Linked DNA regions of Gossypium hirsutum: region 2 is linked to region 1. Evidence: chromatin contacts called from public Hi-C data. All regions are on one chromosome and are shown on one strand. Each heading gives the region's core, a stretch centred on a gene start, on an enhancer-like site or on the middle of the called end of the contact. The rest is flanking DNA. Distances are from core to core; before and after follow the strand shown.

Region 1 (6,453 bases), core at 2,137-4,636:
AAAGTTGAAATGCCGAAATTCTGGCATTTCGAGGACTTATGAGCAAGCGAACGCTCATTAGTTAGTTAGATTCACTAGGAGGATGATCGGGAACATTGGAAAAGGTAAGAGCGTGATTTTTGGCATTCTCGGTAAGTTGGGCCTCGAGGGGCTGAAGTAGGGCCTAATGGGCTTTCGGGCCCATTTGGGTAAAATTGGTAGAATATGAAAACTTGTTATTGCACATTGGACTGATAAAACCGTTATGGAATATAGGCTAAATGGGCCTAGATGACAAAATCGGCTAAGTAGGGCCATTAGGGGTTTTTGGCCCAATAACTCGGTTTCGCTAAAAATGGGCCAGAATCGTTGTTTAAACAAATGAATAGTTAGTAACTGATAATGAACATGGAAAATCCCTAATTTTTTGTAAAATTACGATATTACCCTTATAATATGAAAATGACCGTTTTGCCCCTAAGTAAAAATGGCCATTATACCCCTAAGGTTTAAATATGAATTTTGATACATGAGATTTTAATAAACATGGTATGTATGATATGCACATGACATGTATGATATGCACATGATGTATTCATAAATGCATTGGGTTGGGTTTTTATATGGATGGAGGAAGTGCAAAAGGGCTTATGCCCCAGTTATTAAAAAGGGCTTATGCCCCAGTTATCAAAAGGGCTTATGCCCCAGTTATTAAAAGAGGCTAGGCCTCCAGTTATATGATAAAGCAGCTATGCTGCCAGTGGAGAGTTATGGTTGGGTGGGTTGAGTTATTCCCCACATGGTGTGTTGGTTGTACGGGTGGAGAGTAGCGGACGGTGGGTCGAGTAGTCTCCCCAAATGGGCTTGCATTCATTTGTTTTTCCATTGATGATACATGTGATATTGAAATGGGCCTATGAGCCATACCGTTTACAGTAAAAGGCTTCGGCCCAATTATATGATTTATAAAAAGGCTACGGCCCAGTATATACATATTGAGATTGGACTTGGGCTAAGGCCCAGCAGGCTGATATTGTTTTGGGCTCTGAAAGGGGCTTGTTGCACACTGAGTTTCCAAACTCACCCCCTTTCCTTAACCTTGCAGGTGAGCCTTGATTTGGGGACTTGGAGCCGGAGGGGATTCAGAGTGGCCACGGTGATCGCCTTTGGGCTTTTAAATAAGCATTGGTTTTCTTTAAATTTCCTTTAATTATTATTTATTCTTGGGTTGTAATAAGGCCATTTTAACTTTTCTTTTACTTCTTTTCGGGATTATTTTATTTTTAATAACTTTAAAATTGGTTGATAATTATTCAAATGGGCTAGACTTAGGACGTGATTTCAAAACGATACTTGATTTCAAAATATCACAACACCATGATTATTCGATTTATCAAAGAGGTCCACTGAAACAAATTTAAACTCGATATAACAAAGTGTGGCAATGGTCGTGGGCATGTCTAGGATTGGATCTAATCGAAGAGCTTGGTACTTAAGCAGCTTCATGGCTCACCTCCTCTGTCTCGGATACCTACCTGTTGCCCAGCTTCCATTCACTTTGTTAACTCAACAAAATATATGGTTTTTAAAACTCTAAAACGGAACATGGGGTTTCAGCTCCAATGTGGCACGTCAAATTCGGCGATAACGTCTGGGCCGAGTTTGGGGTGTTACAACAAGAATGTCATTATATTGGTAAGGGCCTTTGCCATTTATAAGAACTCCATCCGGCATCCCAAGATCTTTTCCAGCATCAAGTGCCTTTCTCAAAACCTAGAATCAAAAGGAAGGTTTCATTATTGAACACATGATATATACTACCCTGAAAAGTAAAACATGGCTATAAATCCAGTAACTCAACAAAGTTCTAACCGTGTGGTTGCGAGTGTACCAATCACCAATCAAAATTGTAATGTCTCCATATCTTTTCCAGCATCAAGTGCCTTTCTCAAAGCCTAGAATCAAAAGGAAGGTTTCATTATTGAACACATTATATATACTACCCTGAAAAGTAAAACATGGCCATAAATCCTGTAACTCAACAAAGTTCTAACTGTGTGGTTGCGAGTGTACCAATCACCAATCAAAATTGTAATGTCTCCATTAGGGAAGCCAAAAGGAATAGGGATAATATCTCTATTGTTTATGATAAAGCCTCCAAAACCACTAGCCGCACGCTGGAAGTACAGTGATGGGAAGTAGAAGAAACTCCCAATTTGGTCATTAACTTGAAACTGGTAAATCCAGTTCCACTTTGGAGGAATAGGACAATTAGTGCCTGGTAACCCATCTTGCCGTGCCTGGTAACCCATCTTGCCATGAACTACGCCTCTGTTGAATCCCAAACCTGAAAACCAAACAGTCAGTTACTCTATCTATGTTTGCACTTTGGTTTTACTTAACAAAGATTATGGCAAAGTAAAGATCCCACCAATGTAGGAGTAAACTTTCGTCCAATTTTTTTCGAACATTGATGACGACGTTGTTGTTAGTAGTTGAATTGATAGTTGGGCTAGGAAACTTGTTATTTCTAGCAAAAACCTACAAAGTAATGCAGATTCAGAAACCATTATAGAACTCAAATAGCTCAAACAACATTACTCCAAAGCTCACTTAAATCCCAAACACCGAGCAAGTAAAAAAGAGCTACATTTTATTGTAGATCTGAAGTTAAAAATTGAAACTTTAAGTAATATAAAAGCAATCACTTTCTGAGTCATGAAAGTTCAGCAGAACCACATGAAAAAAAAAAGGTAGAGAAAATAGTTACAAGATGAAGTTGATAGCAGCAATAAATGTACAAACAGAAGAAAAAGAAGTACTAAAAAGAGCATACCTGTTGAGGGACACCCAAAGGTGAAGCAGTGATGTAAGAGACCTCAAAATCATAGAAGACAAACGGATCTGCAAGAAAATAGGAGCTGGAAAGCAGAGCAATGTTGATATGAAACAGACCCAAGAACTTACTCAAAGCCATTTTTCAAAGAAAAAAAAGAATCTTTTTGGTTTGTATTACAAAATTTTTAAAGGGAAAACTCAGCTATAACTTTACTAAGCTTTACATGATCTGATAGGAAAAAGATAGAGAAGAAGAAGAAAGCAGGTCTAGATTCTCTAAAGATAGAAACAACTATAAGATGTTGGTTTAGTAGGGAAAAGAACAACAGTATGAAGGATTATGATGAATCAGTGAAAGGCCAATACATATTGTCAGTCACCAGTCATCGGTCATCATTCATAAGAGGAAGAGAGAGAGAAAAAAAATGTAGAATTTTGCTGTAGGAGAGAGAAAGAGAGGGTGACAGACAGTTGCAGTTCACAAATACACAAAAAGTGACCAATGTGTGTGAGGAGAGGGGTTTGGTTTTGTACAAAGCATCATGCTCAACACCATGGGGGAAGAGTTGTAACGTTAGGATCCTGTGAAAGTGTCCACATGATTGCTAGCACATGATCTCGCATGTGGACCCCCCGCCATGAAATCAATGCCCTTTGTCTTTCTTTTTGGTTATAAATTGCAGCAGCTATTGCTGCTGCTAAGCTACCTTCTCTAATTTGATAATATTCTAATTTTAGGTTTATACTTGTAGTAATAGTTTAATCTCATGTATTGCCACATGTTACTTTTATAAATTTTCATTAACAAAGCAACCAATTGAAAGAAAAGATGACCAAAGAATGGTATTATAATTTAACAGTTACTCCTCGAGATGCCAAATACGAAAAAGAAGAGTTGGTTACTAAGAAAGAGTGATTGACAGGTGACTGTTGTTGTTTTCTCTTTTACCAATTACATTTTTAAAAAAGTAAGATTAAAATAGGTATTAACTCCATAATAAAATCTTATATTTAGAGATAATTTACCCAAGTAAAAATCAATACTTGCTGTTTTTTTAATATAGAAGGATCTTCTTTTAGATGTGATGAGGATTATCATTTAAGAAGATGACAATGAGACTTTTTGGTCGTTTCTTGTATCCATTCTACATCATAGATATTGTCAGGGTTTTGCATGCAAAGGGATAAATTTTCATTGTCATTTCTCCAACTAACTCCAAAAAAGTAATAATAATAAATTTGTTTGTCATTATTTAGGGAAATTTATCAATATAGAGAAAATTTATAATATCATATTTTAAATATTATGTTATAAAGTAAAAAAAATGTATTTATATTTTATTATTATTATGATATTTCAATAAAAATATAAAATAATTTATTATAACTCAATATTAATATTTTCATATATAAAACATGTTTTTAAGTAATTTGAATGTAGAAATTATATTTTAGATACTTAATCATATTACAAATTCAAAAATCTAATACTACAAATTTGAAATAAATTAAAAAAATGTTTTTTTTAAATAACAGTAAACACACCTTTAATGTTGTTTAGGTTCAATTTCATCCCAACAAATATAAAAAATAGATTTGTGATGCAAAAGAGTTGAGAAAATACATAAAGGAGCAGCCACTGATTTCTATATAAAAAAAAAGTTATTAGCATAATTGTTACTAAATTATAGCTGACCTACAATTATATGTGGAAAAAATTAATGTAAAAATTATATTTATAAAAATATAGGTCAATATTGAATTACACTTAAGTTCTTTCATGTGGGTTTTTTCGATTTAATTTCATTGTATAGATGATAATACCCTCATACTAATATTAAGTTATTGTCTAGTTAATAAATAACACAAACTGTTGCAGCTAAGGTATGGGAAATAGTGGTACCCCAAATTCTTTGTCTCACTTATTTAGTTTAAATCTTTTGAATTGGGTAGTAATCATTTTCACCGGTGATTTTGGTGGTAATGATGCTTATGAGAAAATGTTTGTTGTCTTGTGTTGGTTGTCGTGGAAAAATAGGAATAATTTTATATTTCAGCAAATAGAAAATAGGCCTGAAGAGATTGTTTGTAGGGTAGGTTGCGTTGTTTCTAATATCCGCGAGTCAAAAATGAATTCAAGGACATTGGGAGTGATTCAAGGTGTGAGGGTAAGATGGTGTCCGATGAGTCCTAAAAGGGTTAAGATCAATGCTGATGGGTCTTCAAACGTGAATGGACATTGGTTGATGGTTGGTGGAATGGTGCAAGACTCGGCGGGGAACTAGATGGAAGGTTTCAAGAAATGTATTGAGAGGGGCTCTACCCTTAAGTCTGAGTTATGGGCTATTTTAAGCGGACTAAAAGTGACTCGATTAAGGAATTATAGTAAGATTATTGTTGAAAGTGACTGCATGGATGTTGTTGAGATGATACTGAAAAGTTTTGTGGATACTCTTTCGATGACCCTTATATGAAGGATTAATGACCTTAGTAGATGATGACATTAAGTTAAGTTCCAATTTGTTCCAAGAGAGGGTTATATGGTAGCATATTGGTTTTCTAAATCAGGCTCGATTAATGATGTTAAACTTATTATTTTTGAGTTTCCTGACTTTCATATTAGGAAATTATTATTAGAAGATAAATTTAGGGCGTCACATATAACAGTTTATTTTTCAGTGGTGTAGGAAACAGTGATTTTAAGACCACCAAATCCAGCGAGTAAGTTCGTAAATATTATTATCTAATATTTACAAGTCAAATATGGTTTTAAAAAGGTTTTTGATTTGGTAATTTATGTTTTATAATGATTTATTAGGTTCAAGTGGTAAGACCTTAATATTAAATGGTTTTAGAAAGTGAGGTATCGGGACCTCATTTCTATAAACCGAGCTGTAAATATTTTTATGAATATTTACAGAGTGTCATTAAGGTGGTATTAAAGTTTCATTGAAAATTTTTAACGTTTCGATAGTTAATTAATTAAAAAGGACTAAATCGTAAAAGATGTAAAATTTAATTAGTATTTGATTTGAGTGACTAAATGGTTTATTGAATAAGAAAAATGGACTTAGTTGGAAATTAGAACATTATTAAAAATAATGGACAAAGTTGTACATTAAATGAGTGGATTGTAATATCATAACAAAGGTTAAATTAATAATTTAATAATTAAAATAAAAGTAAAACAAATAAAACGTGGCATCTTCTTTAACCTTTTTTTTTCCACCGAAATTGATGAAGAATGAAACTATAGTTAGGGATTAATATTTGGCCAACTTTGGTTTAATGATTTGGTAAGTAAATTTTTCCTCCTTTTTTTAATTTTTATGTTTTGAGATCGTTGCAATTAGGTCCAGTTAACCCGTACCTTGATTTTGAAACTATTAAAGATTTTGTATGTTTCCATTAATGAATCTAGTGATTTTTTATGTTAAATTATGAATTTGAAATGTTAGTTGGTATTTAAAAATATTTTATTAAGGGATTTTTGATGAATTTTTTATTAGGGACTAAATTGTTGAAATAGTAAAAAAATACAAGGGATTGTTGTGAAATTATTGCAAAAATGGGCTGTAATGAATTTCATGAATATTCGGCTAGCATGACTTTGCGTTAAAAATGGTTAATTTGCAT
Region 2 (6,453 bases), core at 1,496-3,995, 34 kb after region 1:
GATCGTAGAAAGTCTTGGCAGCATAGTATATACCATAATCATACCTTAGTCCAATGCCAACATCAATCTTAGGTTCATCAGGAATCCATGTACCATTCTTCTCATGATAAGTCCCAATAGAATAGTAATCATGTCTGTCATCATCCAGGCTTGCCTTCACGACATGCTTCACACTCGGTCCATTAACCGAAGTGTCCAAGCCATTTTCCTCCGTTTTTGAAACAGGGAAGAAGTCCACACACTCCCACATGCCAGTTCCGGGCACAGCATGAAGTATCCCATCTAATAACTCATAGTTTATGAAGTCCTTAGTATCATACACCAAAGCTATGCCGGTTTTATTGATCTTGGACCCTATGGTAATGCGCCATTTCCCTTCGGAGGTCAACCAGGCGGTAGTAGGGTCGCGGAAATCCTTGTCAAGGATGCCCGGAGGAGGAACTAAAACAGGGTTCCCAGAATACTTGACCCAGTTGATAAGAAGAGGGTCAGAGTGGTCAGCAGGATAAGCAAGGTTTTGAACTTGAACATTCTCGGTGGTGGATCCAGTATATAGCATAACAACTTTGCCGTCAGGGAGGATCGTGGCGGAACCGGTCCAGACGCCATTTTTATCGTACCACTGGTCAGCAACCATTGCCAGTGGGAGGTGAAGCCAATGGATCAAGTCCTTGGATACCGCATGACCCCAAACTATGTCACCCCACACAGCAGCATGGGGATTGTACTGGTAGAAGAAATGATACCATCCCTTGTAGAACAATGGACCTGTAACGATTAACAGCCCAAATTCAGCCAATCATAAACAAAACATGTCGTTTAAAAAAAGAATTCTGACATTTTTTATGGAACTGATTGCCATGAAATTACTTCAAATCATATAGAAGTAATTACCATTACATTTTCGTTGTTCATGCATTCAAATACATGAATCTTAGTTGTCAAAAGCCAATTATGCCTATGCTGTAATATGTGGACAAGCAACCTCGGTTTTCTGCCCTGCCAATTATGCCTATCGAGCTTTTACAAACATTCAAGTTCTTACTTTTCTATCATTTTAATAGCAACTTTTAAGCCAGTCAGTCACGTGCTCTTTCTTTATTTAAAAAAAAAAAGCTATAATTGAACAGTTAATCATGTGCACGTTACAGATTTACAGCCCAAGTTCATAATGCTAGAAATTTCAGGTTGGATTTGACAAATGAATGAAAGAAAATACCAAAACAATCAATTTTCCTCATTTCACGAGCTGTCTACGTTAAAAGAGGGAAAAAAAATAATGTCTAATTTAATTTAATCAGTTCTATTTTAAAAATAATTGAATAAAATTTCAATGATATGTACTTTCATAACAGTGTATGGTTAAATAATAATGAATGTAATAGATGAAAAAATATAAAATTAATAGCAATGGTGGGCTCCAACTTTTTAACAAACTAGGAATTATTGAGTATATTATGGAATCTAATTCTAATTAGGGAATATTTAGTTTTCAATTAGTTGTCTATTCAATCAGATACTGCAGTTAATCAAGGGGGGCAAAAAGTCGTTTTGTGGATTGCGTCTTGCCCCCTCCCCCCCCCCCCCAAAAAAAAAACCCTCTTCCTTTTTAACCTCAAAAAAATAAGAGGTCGTAAAGGTTTCACTTTTATACAGGCTTGGGTATACAAAATTATACAGGGCCTTACCATTAGGATCTGAAGCAGAACGAACCAGATTCCCATGTCAGAGCAATAACGTATGAACAAGCACCCAGCCAAACAAACAAAAAAAACCCAAAATGTCAGAGATATGTAACAATAATAAAAAAACAACATATGTAAGAAGAAAAAGAAAAACCCAGATCTAATCACTCGTCATTTTCTTCCATGAAATAAGGAACTGTTGGAAATTTGAATCCACCCGAAATTAATCATCAAGTATGTGCTACTTCATTTTCATGGTGTTTTTATAAAGAAAAAAAAATTGTTAAGATTCAACTAAGTATGTATTTCATGTTCTTCTCCCACATCTTTTCAGCTTTCGACCATTGATAATATGATTGAATTACAGTGGAAATTATTAATAAACTTTTTTATCTAGTATAATATTAAAAAAGTAGGGGAACTTTTTAAATAATTTCAAAGGAAGTGGGAAAAGGAACCTCTTTTTTCTCTTACCATTCATCCAATTCTTTTCAGGTTGAAAGTGAAAAGCTGTTCTTTGCCATGACAGCATGCTATTATTCCATGGATACGCCAGCTGATTCTCGTTATCTTTGGCAAAAAGCCTGTTCGATTTCTCTGACACTCCGACTGCCGGCCCACGTGACACCGGCCGCAACTGTTTCTCGGAGGAGGGCGAAGCCAATGAGCCATGTTCGTTTTCTTTGACGAAACCATTATCTGATCCATTGTTACTTGTCAACAAAGCCGCAAAAAATCCGACCGTCAACAACACAAAAAAGATTGAAAGCTGCAATTTCATGGGTTTCCGGCGATTTTCCGAAGGCCCCGTTGGATCGGAGCCGGCATGGCTAGAAACCGGAAGGAATGGTCTTGTATCCACCATTGTGGATAACTTGGTTAAAAAATGGAGATGGAAAAAATGTGAGTTAGAAAGAGATGAGCGATGGCTGAGTATGTTTGAAGAGTTGGCGTCTGACTATTATATAAGGGCTGTGCTTCGCTTGGCCAATAAGTTGGGCGGTTTCCAGGATTGACATTTGACGGGGGCAAAGAAAGTGACCAAAACCAACACTAATTTTACCTCATCTATATCTGTACTTACATTATACCTTTTATTTTTATTTTTCAGGAAGTTAATTAGAGAACAACTGGGTTGAGATATTATTAAAATATTATTTTATTTATATTTATATTAAAATTTTAATTAAGTTAATATCATGAATAAATTAAACAATAATTTAATTAAAATATTATAAAGTTACCCTCTTATATGCAAAGAAACAAAAATTAATATGAATTCTTTTAAAAAAAAATAAAGTTCATAATACTAAATGAAACTAGCTTTTTTTAAAGGAGAGTTTTCATATAGGTTTAAACCTGATTTTTTATCTCACACCAATTTAACAAGACTATCTATAATTAAATTATTTTTTCGAGAGATATATTAAGATATTCCTATATTTTATCCTTTTTAAAAGCTGATGAATTTTTTAATTAAAACAGAATTTAAGTCACCAAAAAAAGTCTCTTAAATTGCTTTAACGACTTCGAGACGATAAAATTTAATACATAGAGTAAACTAAACCTAGTTTATTTGAAATGAAATTTTAGATCTAACACTTGCAATGAAATCTAAAAGCATAACAAAATAATTTGTCATACACATTCTACTTGATTTGTGGTAAACTAGGGAAGTGCCACTGCCACTGCCACATGTATTAGCTGTTATTACAGTAAAAAAAAAAAAAGCATAGGGGTTTCAATCATGTTATCCATTGAATAACCGCAGACAAGACAGAAGTTGGACAAGTCTCGTGTATGTTGTATTCAGAGGGTAAGAGGTGTATCATTTGCTTTCACAGACCATACATTTAGTTTTAGTTGTATATTAGCAGCGGGTTTGGTGGGGGTGGGAAAATTACAAAATATTGGCTTTATACAAATAATTGCTTATTCGCAGTTATGGAAGTATATTAATTATGTAGAAAACAATGATTTTTATGGAACTTTTTATCTGGCTACTTAATAATGACAGCAAGGCTCATTTAACACTTCATTTTATTTCTATAAAACTTGCGAAAAGAAATTAAATTTTAGCAGTGATTTATCAGTAAAGAATAGGCAGTCAAAGAAAGAGGAATACAACTGAAGGAGAAGACTGTGAGTATTTGTTAGGTATATGTTTAGCTTTTATTACAAGAAAAAACTTGAGTGCACGTAGGTCCGGCAATTATTCAGTTAAAAACCAGGATGAATGAGTAAGTGCTGATTAGGGTTTGAAAAGAAATGGTCCATCCACAGCCACCAGTTTTTTTTTTCTTTTTAAAGAAAACCAATTAATGGCAACACATAAATTATTGGATCATGTGGAGCTCCTATCCACATGCAAAAGATAATTGATTATTCTGCTCCCTTTTGTCTATTTTCAATGTTACATTCAAATTAATGAACAGCTTAAACTACATTTTAAAACTTACTTCCCCACGACAATTTAAACAACAGCTGTTAATGTTTTTTTTTAAATATATTATTATTATTATTAGAAATTATGAATAATAATAACACAAAGACATATTACGATAAATAAATTATTACAAATTAATGCATAAATGTCATGTCTACTCAAAAAATTTGAAGGACAAACTAATAATAATTGCAACATTAAAATAAATTCTAAGCAAATCAAAGATGTATCAATTTAATTAAGACATTGATTTGCAACCTAACCTCGTCATCATCAAATCAATGAACCTAACGAGAAACACCAATCAATCAACAAAAAAATGGCAAAAGCCTTAAGAGACTCGTTGCATAGTGACGCATAAAAGGTTAAGTCTCAAATAGCTTATCCTCCTCCTCATTATCTCAGTTTTGTCACCATTGCTACGATTTATCATTATAAAGTCCTTTGAGAACAATTCTTAATAGATCTAGTGACATCATTATATTGATGAATCTCATATATATGTCAAAACATGACTAAAAATTAAAATTAAAATTGTAAATACTTTTTAAAAAAATAGAGTTGACAAAATAAAATTCACAAAAAAAAATATGGACAAAATCAAATCACAATTATAAGGATTAAAATTAATAACAAGATAAAATTTAAAAATATATATATTGAAATTAAAAATTGGTGTCACCAATGGCAAAACAAAATTTTAATTTGGGAAATTTTAATTTCTTAGGATTTTTCGATAGTAATATATTTATGTGGTCCATTTTTGGGTACCTTTAAAAGTTGTAAGTTAAATTCATGTAATTATCATTATCCTCATCTAATTTTTGACACGTAAAAAAATATCAATTGTTATAATTATTATAAAAAATATATATCAATTAATGTCCTAAACACACTCAAAACAAAAGCAAACAATACAACTATACCTACCCACCCCCCCCCCCAAAAAAAAAAAAGGTAACCTCATATTGCATGTTCCTCTTTTGTTTTAATGTCTTGCCTGTCCTGCATGTTTCCACATGCATTTTTTTTTTGGGGGGGGGGGGAATTATTGTTTAAACTTTTAATTAAATTGAAAAATTTTAGATCACCGATTTTTTGTCGTCAAAATGAAAAATGTGGACCAATCAGGAACAGTGTATAGTTCAAAACGTACATGATTTTGCTACAATAATTATACCATATAATGCAGAATATGGTTGGTGAAGGTTGAGGTGGAGACTGGGGTGGGCTCCTAAGGATTTTGGCTATTAATACATGAACTCTTTTGATTGGTAGGCAAATGAAGGTCGCATGGTATTTCCAGTTATATTTCTCCATCATATGATTTAAGCCTTTAAAATTATTTTCCACTATACATCCACCAACACATGTCCGATTTAAATGCCTATGGTTTAATTTAGTGATTATTATTGATTCCCCCGAAAATTATCATGTCACAACTTCAATTGAACAATTGATTAAAAAAAAAACAACAACTTCGTTATATGAACTAAATTGAATGTCAAATTGTCTAATAAAATAATATATATTAAAAGATTGAAATCTCTATGCATATGAAATAAGTTAAAAAGCATAATATAATTGAATTTTATTTTCTTAACTTAGTATATAAGTTTTTTTTCAATTTAATCTTTACCTTCTCAAACATTAATGGTATTAATTTTTTTTATAAGGTGACAAAAATAATTATATTCGAGTGTCAAGAAAGTGAAGACACAATTTTTTCAACTTAAGGACTTAATTTATATTATGAGAAGATCCGTTAACACTTCACATCACATGAACAATAAACTTATATTAAAATGGGATGGGCCATAGACATTTGCTAGTCACTTAGAAACCAAATGTTGAAATGGAAGTGTCTAACTGTCGTGATCACTTTGATAACCACTACAATGAACAAGTAAAATAAAGTAAACAATGAACACAAAGGATTATTTACGTAACTCAACTTTCCTACGTGTACGAAGCCAGGCTTGGCAAGTAATTCCACTATTTTTTATTTCACAATATAACAAGTGAATTGAGGCTTCTCACTCTCCAAGTATAAAGATCTCATTTTTGTACATAAAAACTAGAACATTCACCCCTAAAGTTGTAAACATAAACTATTTACGTTCTATTGCATTCACAAAATACATTATTCCATGAACAATAAAGTGTTATCTATACTCTCACACAAAACTTATACAAGTATCTCAATATATAGACATTTTAAAAACTTGCTAACATACTAAAGACTAATTATAATCTAAACCCTTAAAATAGTAACTACAAAATGGCAAAAGGCAAAGATATTTTAAGGGGCATTTGTAGGCA

The links. Hi-C and Micro-C count contacts between places; a contact is called where the count stands out from the background.
Region 2: a Hi-C map of leaf shows a contact between it and region 1, with 2.6 times the contacts expected there. The contact joins the promoter of LOC121211139 here to the enhancer-like site in region 1. A contact is called at or near these places in 4 of 34 Hi-C or Micro-C datasets (callus and leaf).

Annotation. Positions count from the first base shown.
Region 1 is chrA12:103,756,850-103,763,302 of Gossypium_hirsutum_v2.1, forward strand. It overlaps the pseudogene LOC121203525. Among protein-coding and RNA genes, the nearest start is that of LOC121211651, 19 kb to the right of the region's middle. Within about 2 kb of position 3,387, at least 4 of the 9 cell types and tissues checked have an H3K27ac peak or open chromatin away from gene starts, as enhancers often do. A contact at or near this core is called in leaf, where this site is marked.
Region 2 is chrA12:103,790,999-103,797,451 of Gossypium_hirsutum_v2.1, forward strand. LOC121211139 (acid beta-fructofuranosidase) reads right to left here and starts at 2,746. Exons shown (of 7, transcript XM_041083494.1): 1 at 2,160-2,746; 2 at 1,689-1,697; 3 at 1-768. The coding sequence starts at 2,550.